Regions from separate parts of the Drosophila melanogaster genome. Here region 1 is linked to region 2. A link is a contact called in public Hi-C data. All regions are on one chromosome and are shown on one strand. The core of a region is the stretch at or near the end of the contact, and the rest is flanking DNA. Distances in the headings are between cores, read along the strand shown. Region 1 holds the start of lncRNA:CR43242 (long non-coding RNA:CR43242). Region 2 holds the start of Cht10 (Chitinase 10).

What was found. A called contact is a pair of places that touch in the nucleus more often than the background predicts.
Region 1: a Hi-C map of the Kc167 cell line shows a contact between it and region 2, with 3 times the contacts expected there. A contact is called at or near these places in 7 of 107 Hi-C or Micro-C datasets (the Clone 8 cell line, the Kc167 cell line, the S2 cell line and 1 more).

The regions. Positions count from the first base shown.
Region 1 is chr2L:23,067,640-23,071,801 of dm6, reverse strand. lncRNA:CR43242 (long non-coding RNA:CR43242) reads right to left here and starts at 2,797. Exons shown (of 2, transcript NR_048041.1): 1 at 2,541-2,797; 2 at 1,078-1,910. Spf45 (Spf45,) reads left to right here and starts at 3,416. Exons shown (of 3, transcript NM_001042961.3): 1 at 3,416-3,602; 2 at 3,658-4,162. The coding sequence starts at 3,486.
Region 2 is chr2L:23,024,350-23,028,891 of dm6, reverse strand. It overlaps Cht10 (Chitinase 10), which reads left to right and starts at 2,977. Exons shown (of 9, transcript NM_001042957.2): 1 at 2,977-3,037; 2 at 3,668-3,722.

The DNA of each region.
Region 1 (4,162 bases), core at 1,548-4,047, 43 kb before region 2:
AAAATAAAAAAATAAATTTAATATGACTTTAATACTGACTTCAGATTGCGAAATACAACTCACAAAACAATACCTGTGATCGATCCCAAAGCAACTTGAATTTGTTTCTTATTAACTATTGTAAGGTAGCTGGTCGTGCTAAAAGTAGGCACGTTAATTGGAAGTTCTAGAGAATGGGAATAATTGTAATTGAGCCCATCAATTCCTTCAATGAGCCCTTCAATCAACTCCACAAATCGCTTCCAAGCCTTGTTCAACGAATGACGCCCATATTCATGTCTCAAGGAAAACAATACGTAACAAACAGTCGGCCAGTGTTAACCAATCTGACCAATCTGTAACATCCCCCATTGAGTTTCAATGGAGGACATCATCGCATGCCTACAGAATACGCCATAGCGTTGTACGTGTATATACTCGACGCAATAAGTCGAACTCACTCCTTGTTAATATGAGGTTTATTGATCTCAAAAAAGGTAAATAACTAGTTTGTCAAGAAAATTCTTATTGTCTGCAAGTCCAGTATTTTTCTGCCCTATCGATCGACCGCCATTATTGCGGCGCCCCTTCCCTATTTTATGCACTGTTTTGATGCCAACAGCCGATTTGCTTTGTTTACATCGATAGCAGCTTTATGGTGGCATCCTTGCTCCTGATGCTGGGAACCATCGCTTTGCATCCCTGCCTTTTCCACGCTGTCAGTCGGCTTCAGTCCTCTTGAGTTCTTGCTCCTATTATCCAGGTGCATACCCTACTTGGGGCCGGCGCTGATTTTCCAGGCTCGAACTCTTTTTCCTGCGCGAGTGTACCTGCTCGAACTCCTTCTTCTGTTCGCGAGTTGAAGATTACGATCCCCGTTTCGTCTTTCCCCTTCCCCTATTAGAATTCGTCTCCGACATGAATTGGTCTCCTCCATGCTGGCTGCTTGATCAAAACAATGACGGTTGGGCGCCAAAAGTAACAAGCTGTTTAGTTCTACTCGCTACGAATTGCAGCGGCGAGCTCAGAGAGTTTTTGTGTTCGTCCCATCAAATTTTTGATTTGTGTGAGTACCTGACCAAGGAGAAGACAGAGTTTCAGATTAAGGGCGCTTTATTGTAGTATTTCACGGCTGACTGCTGATCGCCGTCTGCTGCGCGGCGTTGCTCCTGCGACGCCTTGCCTTCATCTTCCTGTGTGTCCCTGACAACGGAACACGTGCAGGATCGAAAGGGATTAGGATGTCATGGGCCAGGGTATATCGTCAACTGGTTAAGGCAACACTCGGCCAGGGACTACCCTTACCGACCACTGACTCCACTGTCCCTTCTGACCAGGTTCTTGTGTTATCGTGCTCCGCGGATCTCTGCATTGCACCGTTCTTCACCTGGAGTGATTGTCCTTGTATGTCCGCTCACTGGCTAATTCCCTTCTACGTCCTGCGCGTTCTCACAGACCGTTACCTTGTCGACGGGTGCGCGTTTTTCACTGACGGGTTGACTGTTCGCGGCGTTACTCTTACTTTCTCACTGTTCGTTCCCACTCGCGAATCTCTTGTCGCCTTGTTGGTATAGGTGGTCGCGGGGATCGCGTTATTTTTTTGTGCACGGTCCGCTCAGGTACAAGGCCACGTTAGTTCAAGGTGCGTCCTCTTTGTGCTCGTCCAAAGTCCGCATTGTTACCGTTCGACCTTGGGCCTTGGCCGTCCAGAGCTCGAGTCAAAGGTCCAGCGCAATACCGTTAGTTCACGGTCTCTCCACTTTGTCGGGGTCCAAGGTCCATTATTTTCCGTTCGACCTGGCCGCCTGACAACTCTCACATTCCAGCCGTCTTCGCTGTTGCTAAGCAGCTTTCCTAAGTTGTATTTTTTGAGAGTTTTAAGACTCCTCACAGTATTCAGCTCGCGACGTATGAAATCCGCATGTCGTGCCCTAAAATTTAGCAACAAGTTGTATATTTATATTTATTATATAAATATTCATTTTTAACTATGTATGTATGTTTGTATAGTTTTTATGAAATACATTTTTTAAAATGTATATATATTTTTTAAATTTATTTTTTAAATTACAAAAGTTTTATCCACAATTTTAGATAAAATTCATTTGATTTATTAGTTGAAATAATAAACATAATTTTAATTCTGTTATGTTGCTCACAGTCTCATGTTGAAGTATGTCTCCAGTACCATTTTACAAATATTAATTATAAACAATAAAATATATTTATGTGAACGGTTGATAATAATTTAAATAACATTAAGAATAAAAACAATAATGGTCAAGGCATTAATTTTTAAATCATTTTTAAATATGTAACTTCGCTTCTTAGATCAATATTAATTTCGGTTCGAAAATCGTCTTCTACGCTCTCAATTTCACGCGAGGCGGAGTAAGAGCAATTTTGGCCGTCACAAACCTCTTGATATTCGAATGTCTTTGCTTAGACATCGGTAGTCCCCGTGCCGCATGTAATTGGCAATTCTGTATGATCTTGATCAACACTAATCTACAAATCTCTTTAAATGACACAATGAAAATGCTAAGATATGCAAAACTTACGAAAAGCACATTCCCCGCAGGAATCTTCCTTTACTTTCTCAGTCGATTTATTATGTCTTGGCAATCGAGTAACTACAGTTCAATCCACTATACATTAACTGTTGCACAATTTATCGCTACAAAAACCATTACAAAATCAAATGGTTCGGCTAAACAGACGACGCTCTTACTGGCTCTCTCAAGCATTATTTATCATAAAATTTTGAATTGTGAAAAATTGATGCTTGTTTTGCTTTTATTAGTTTTAAGAAGTTTAACTTGTGTTAACTATGGGAAATCTTTATACAAAGTTATTCGATTTAAGCCCCGCCCACACTCTCATGAATAGAAGTAGTAACATTTTCCTTGTTTCGTAGCGTTTAAAGGGGTTTGTTTCCTATATATTCGATGATAGTAGTATCTTATCGTGCATAGGTAATTAAATACCTTCTTTCAAGGTATTTATTTTGAAAGCAACGAAAACATTATGAAGTACGACTTGTTTTTAACAACTGTAAGCTCTTCTTAATTTTTTTCTTCAATATCGATAATATTTAGCGTGTAAGTCGTAAGCTCTACTAACTATGACTATGCCATAGATGCAAGGCAATCGTTGTGCAATAGTTTTTATTTTAGTAAAACAGTGAAATTAAAAACAGTTCGATGACCCATGTAGTTGACTTAAGTTTCAACATAAAATAGACGCATGCGTTTTTTTGTGTTAGAAAAATTTTAAAATAAATTTAAATAAATAAATAGATTTGTAAACTTTTTTCTATTGTAGCTTATCTGTTCTTGCCCGATAGGGCATCCTTTCTTGCAGTGATATGGCTCTGTGTGAATCGGACATTAAGTCGAACAGTTGATAGTCATTAAATCTATCGGGCCTTGAAAATAAATAAAAACATTGTTGAAGCTCGTTGTCATCAATATCTTAAGGTGGTGCTAGTATTGATATATTTGTTAATGGATTTGTATGACGGCATTGATACGAGGGCTCGATCTAGCCAGATTGATGGATGGTCTTCGGGAATAAAAATGTTACAGACCCAGCTGGCAGTAAAAATGGCTGTCAAAAAACCAGTGAGTATACAATCTGCCGATATAGATCATACAATTATTAATACACCCTATGTAGCTTATGACGCCAGTGGTTAATCTAAGGTCCAAACGCCTTGCAGATCCAGAAGTTACATGTTTTGCTCCAATTACTACAGTTGTATCCAAACCATTAATAAGTGGTAAAGCCCTTCCATCCATACTGGAAAGGATAAACAGGGGGGACTGGGACGTTGCCGATGAATACGATCCTCAAAGGCCAAATGAATATGAAAAACTTAAAGAGAAAAGTAATGGCAGTGACAAAAATCGAGCAGGCGTAAGTGATCGAGAAGACCGAGATGACAAAGAAAAAGATCGTAAACGTGGACGCGTCGGTCGTCGAGAATTTTATAGAGACGAAGTCTCAGCCCCTAACCTGAAGCTCAGCGGGTTTGGCCACCGGCAAAACGATGATGACATGTACTTGCCATCTCCGGGCCTTGTAGCTAAACAGGGAGGTGCCACAATCGCTCCCCCTCCTTCCCTCCAAGAAATGTCCATTGATAGTGGTTGTGAAGCCACTAATACTATGCCATATTCTG
Region 2 (4,542 bases), core at 1,728-4,227:
GCACGGCCACACTTAAAAAATTTTGCTTAATTTTTTGTCCCCAAGATCTATTTGTTAGTTAGAAAAATTATGGAATTTGGCATTGAAGCTTCCAAAAGCTAAGTAACGGGTATCTGATAGTCGGGGAACTCGATTATAGCATGCTCTCTTGTCAGTGGTTGACAGGCACTATTTACCACTAAATTCCGCTCACTTCTATTCGTTAGTATTGTTTTGTGCTTTTATTTATTCCCCCTTTTTTATTTTTTCATATGTACAACAAATGCACAATGCATTTTATTTTAACCGGTCACTTCGCATTTTGTTACCATGTTTAAATATTTTTTCCCTTTTGTTGGTTCACTAAACTATGTGGTTATCACTTTTTGTTTTGGCGGTTTACCCTTATTACAAGTAAATTATTGATAAGATCCTTGTCTTCATTGTTATTTTCTTTTGCTTCGTTGCTGCTTTGCTTGTTTTATGTCTCTTTTCCGATCGGGCCAGTCTAGTCGTGGTCAAGATTGGATAATGTATTCTTCCGAAATAAAAAGTCTTCTCTGCTTGGGAGTTCAAAATCAAGAAAAGTGTATTTATGTCTTCAATATGTCTCTTCCCTCCCCTTAAAAGGGTGCATTAAAGGCCATTAAAGGCTATAATGTAGGCAACTGGTTTTGTGTCTGTTTTATTTCTTATTTGATAGGACAATTTAAACTAACAATAATTACAATTATTATTGTTACATAAAATATTTTATTATTTTCCGAAATTAATTTTAAAACGTCATCATGTTCTACCATTTTTATCTTGGTTACGTTAACCGGTAAAAACAATAGAGTTAAATCACATTCATTTTTTAATGCCTTCATTATTAATTTCTTTTTTGTCTTGGTTATACATTTTATTCTCATCTTCCAAATACAATATGTTTGGATATATGTATATGTTTTTTTGATATTTGATTTGTTTTTTTGGGCAGGATAGGAAGTAAATTTATTGGTGTTGATGGTATTTTGGTTAATAGGGATATGTGAAATGAGTAATAATTCGTTAATTTTGTGGTCAATCCAAGTTTATGTTTTGCTGAAATGTATATTCTGGTTGTTAATGCTTTATAACTTATTGTAATTGAGTAATTTTGGATTCAAAAGTCACAGACGTGAAAGTTGCATGCCCATTTCTAAGTCTTCTATGTATACAATAAATTGCATAAGTTCATAAACGATTGTGTCAATACAAGTGTGCCAAAAATAAATTTAAAATATGAACCTATTTTGTCCATATTTGTCTGCCCATTTTGCTGATGAATAGTTAAACCATTTTATTCTTTCAGTAGTTTATTGTATAAGTATTTCATTCTGGGCGCGTCTGTGATTTTGTTACCAAAAGAATTAGTGATGACATTGATTTCCGTTAAATTAATTCTTAGACCGTGATGTTCATATACTACAGGTATTTGAATTGGATTGCTCGAGAAGAGTAAGTAGCCAAGGGTCTGGATCTATGTTTATTATTTGAAATTGTAGTCTGTGGCCCGTGGTGAAGAATAGAAACAACATTATTATACACAAGGCTCCTGCGGAAGTTAAACGGTATTAGATATTAGTTATTTGTTTCTTAAATTGTGTTTTGTAGTATTTGGTTTCCCTATTTTGATTAGTGATTTGGTAATGGTCTTAATCTATTTTTTCTATATTTTTATTTGGTTTTCCGAATTTTTCTCTTTGAATTTGGCCTTTTCTGTATTTAGTGTCAATATAAAATTCCTATCGTCCTGTCCTGCTTATATAGTCTTTTGACGTCTGCTACACCGTATTTGCCGTATTGAGTTGCAATTCGATTCCTTCCCTCAGATGATTTTTTATTGGTTTTAATGAAAGTAAGAGAGTATGCAATAGTCGTTGATCAGCTAGAGTGAAACCGAACGCGAAATTTTATTCTCTTAATTTTCTGGGATATCGACAGATATTTCGGAATCAATTGAGAACCTAATAAAAATGTTTTAAAAATGTAGGCGTGTCCATTCTGGGCGTTTTGTTGCTGTAGGGAGGGACGTGCCCTAAGAGGTTTTTGTATAACTATAGAATTTGGCAAGACAAACCATAAAACGAAGAAAACATTTTTTTTAAAGTATGGTCGTGGTAGTTTTGGGCGTTAGAGTGGCTGTAGCAATCTACAATCTGTATGCCTAATCTCAACATTCCTGAAATCGACGTGTTCATATGGACAAAGTCAGATCGTCTCGGCTATTGATCCTGATCCAGAATATATATATTTACTTTATATTGTCGGCAACGCTTCTTTATGCCTATACATACTTTTCAACGAATCTAGTACAGCCATTTACTCTACAATTTATGATTAATTACAGAGAAACAATGAGTTAATAGAAAGCATTTAATGGAATATTATTACGAAAGCTGAATTATAAAGTTTTATCAAATTAATCCAGAATTATATGTCTTCAAAAATTTGAGTGTATTGAGAAAAACATCTTAAGATTAAAACAAGGGCGTGGCGCTTTGGTGGTGTTTGAGTGGGCGGGAAAAAATGTTTTTGGTATACCGATAGAAATCGTACAGACATACATAAATATACATACATATGTATATTCATATTATATGCATAAAACTTAAAAAATAAAATATGCATTAATTCGATACATTATGTTCTAATTTGGTAAAAAATATTTAAAGCGATCATCCTATAAGGCGTCTACTTTCTTAGTTCTTTTTTCGTTAATATAATAGACTTGACGATTAAAGTCGTTGGCAAGTGTCCCGCCACATATTCGCCTCTCGCCTTCTGTAGTTGTTGGGCGGAAACACACAATTAGGATAGGACACTGGTGGCTGAGTGAGTAAAGAAAGAAACATAGAACTCTCTGATTCAATAATGCTGCTCTCTCCTGGTGGCATTCCCTTTTTTTTTTTTATTGAAAAATGTATAAGTATAAATAGAAGCGTCCTCAGCTCAAACACCTACAGTTTTATAGTGATCACACTTGTGAAAGGTTGTGTGCAAATTATCGGATGTTACCGCCGCCTTCAGCAACTCAGTAAGTGATAGCATAGCATGGCATTGCTAGATTTTTTATAAAAGTGTGACATTAGTTCGTAACCGCGCCCTAAGGGAAAATGTACTTTCGTTGAAATGCCAATAGAAATGTCTAAAAACGTTTAAAACGTAGAAAAGAGAAAAGCATGTAATGTTAATGTAAGTTAGTAAAATACTTGATTAATTGATCAACAACAAAAATAACACGCATTCTCAGTTGTTCCATCGTGAAAGCAAAACGAGGATATGAAGACCGATCAAAGTTCTTGGCGTTCAATGAACTCCCACAAAACGGCCAAAACCCGAATTGGTTCCCTGCCTCAAGTAGATAAACTGAAAACTTGTTAAACCTCTTTTTGATTTTTGGTTTTTTTAACTCTTCCATACGCTTCTTACTGTTTCTTGCTATACGTTAATTCGCTGTCGTACTTTGTCTGGATTCACGAAGAAATATATAAAATTAATTTTACACCAAATAAGCAAACCGGTTCATAAAAGCCTAATAAATATGCGAAAAGAACAAAAATGTACGAAGAAAATATTTTTATTGAATTAAGCAAATGGATGGTAATATATAAAATTCATACAATTAACTAAGATAAAATTTTCTGAACGATTTATTTATTTATAGTTAAGAACTAATGAAAAACGGATGGACAGCCATGGCAATTTAGGATTTATATAACGTGAGTAAACAATATTATTTTTTTCTATGAACAACAGATAATTTTTGTGGTACTAATTATATATATACATCATATATATAAAAACACAACAATAAAGAAAGTTATCTTTCTGTAGTAATTGTATATTAAAAAAAAATGGTTTATACCGATTTTTCTTACCGATTAAGAACAATTACATAGCATTTTCAAATATCTTCTTAATTATTTTAGGCATATTGACAGAAGTCGGAAAAACAAATAATTAATCAAACCAAATTCAAAAGTGCGTTTGAGTGTCCGCGGTAAAAAGTTTTTGGTATACCGATAGAATTTGGCCAGAACAAATAATAAACGAAAAAAAAATTTTTAATTTTTTAAAAATGTGGGCGTGACAGTTTTTGAGGCTTGTGATAAGACAATAATAATTGAAAAAATATAAAAATGTTTTCCAATAGTTTTGTCCTTGCTGTTTTGTGCGTTTTGTTAATTTATTTAAATATTTTCTTGTCCACCTGGCCTTTTTCTACTGAAATGACTGTAATCTTACCTAGTTTTTTTTATAAAGTAAAGCTTTATAAGTTTTTTGTTTGTTAAATATAGATTTTTATACCCATTACTCGTAGAGCATAAGGCTATACTAGGAAGCGTTTCCGATCATATAAAGTATATATATTCTTGGACAGGATCGATAGCAAAGTCGATCTGGCCATGCCCGTCTGTTCGTATGAACGTCGAGATCTCAGGAACAATAAAGGCTAATTTGTATTAGTCTTGTAAATTTCTATCGATTTGCATAATCAATTTTTGCCACGCCCACTCTAACGACCTTAAACCGCCCAGA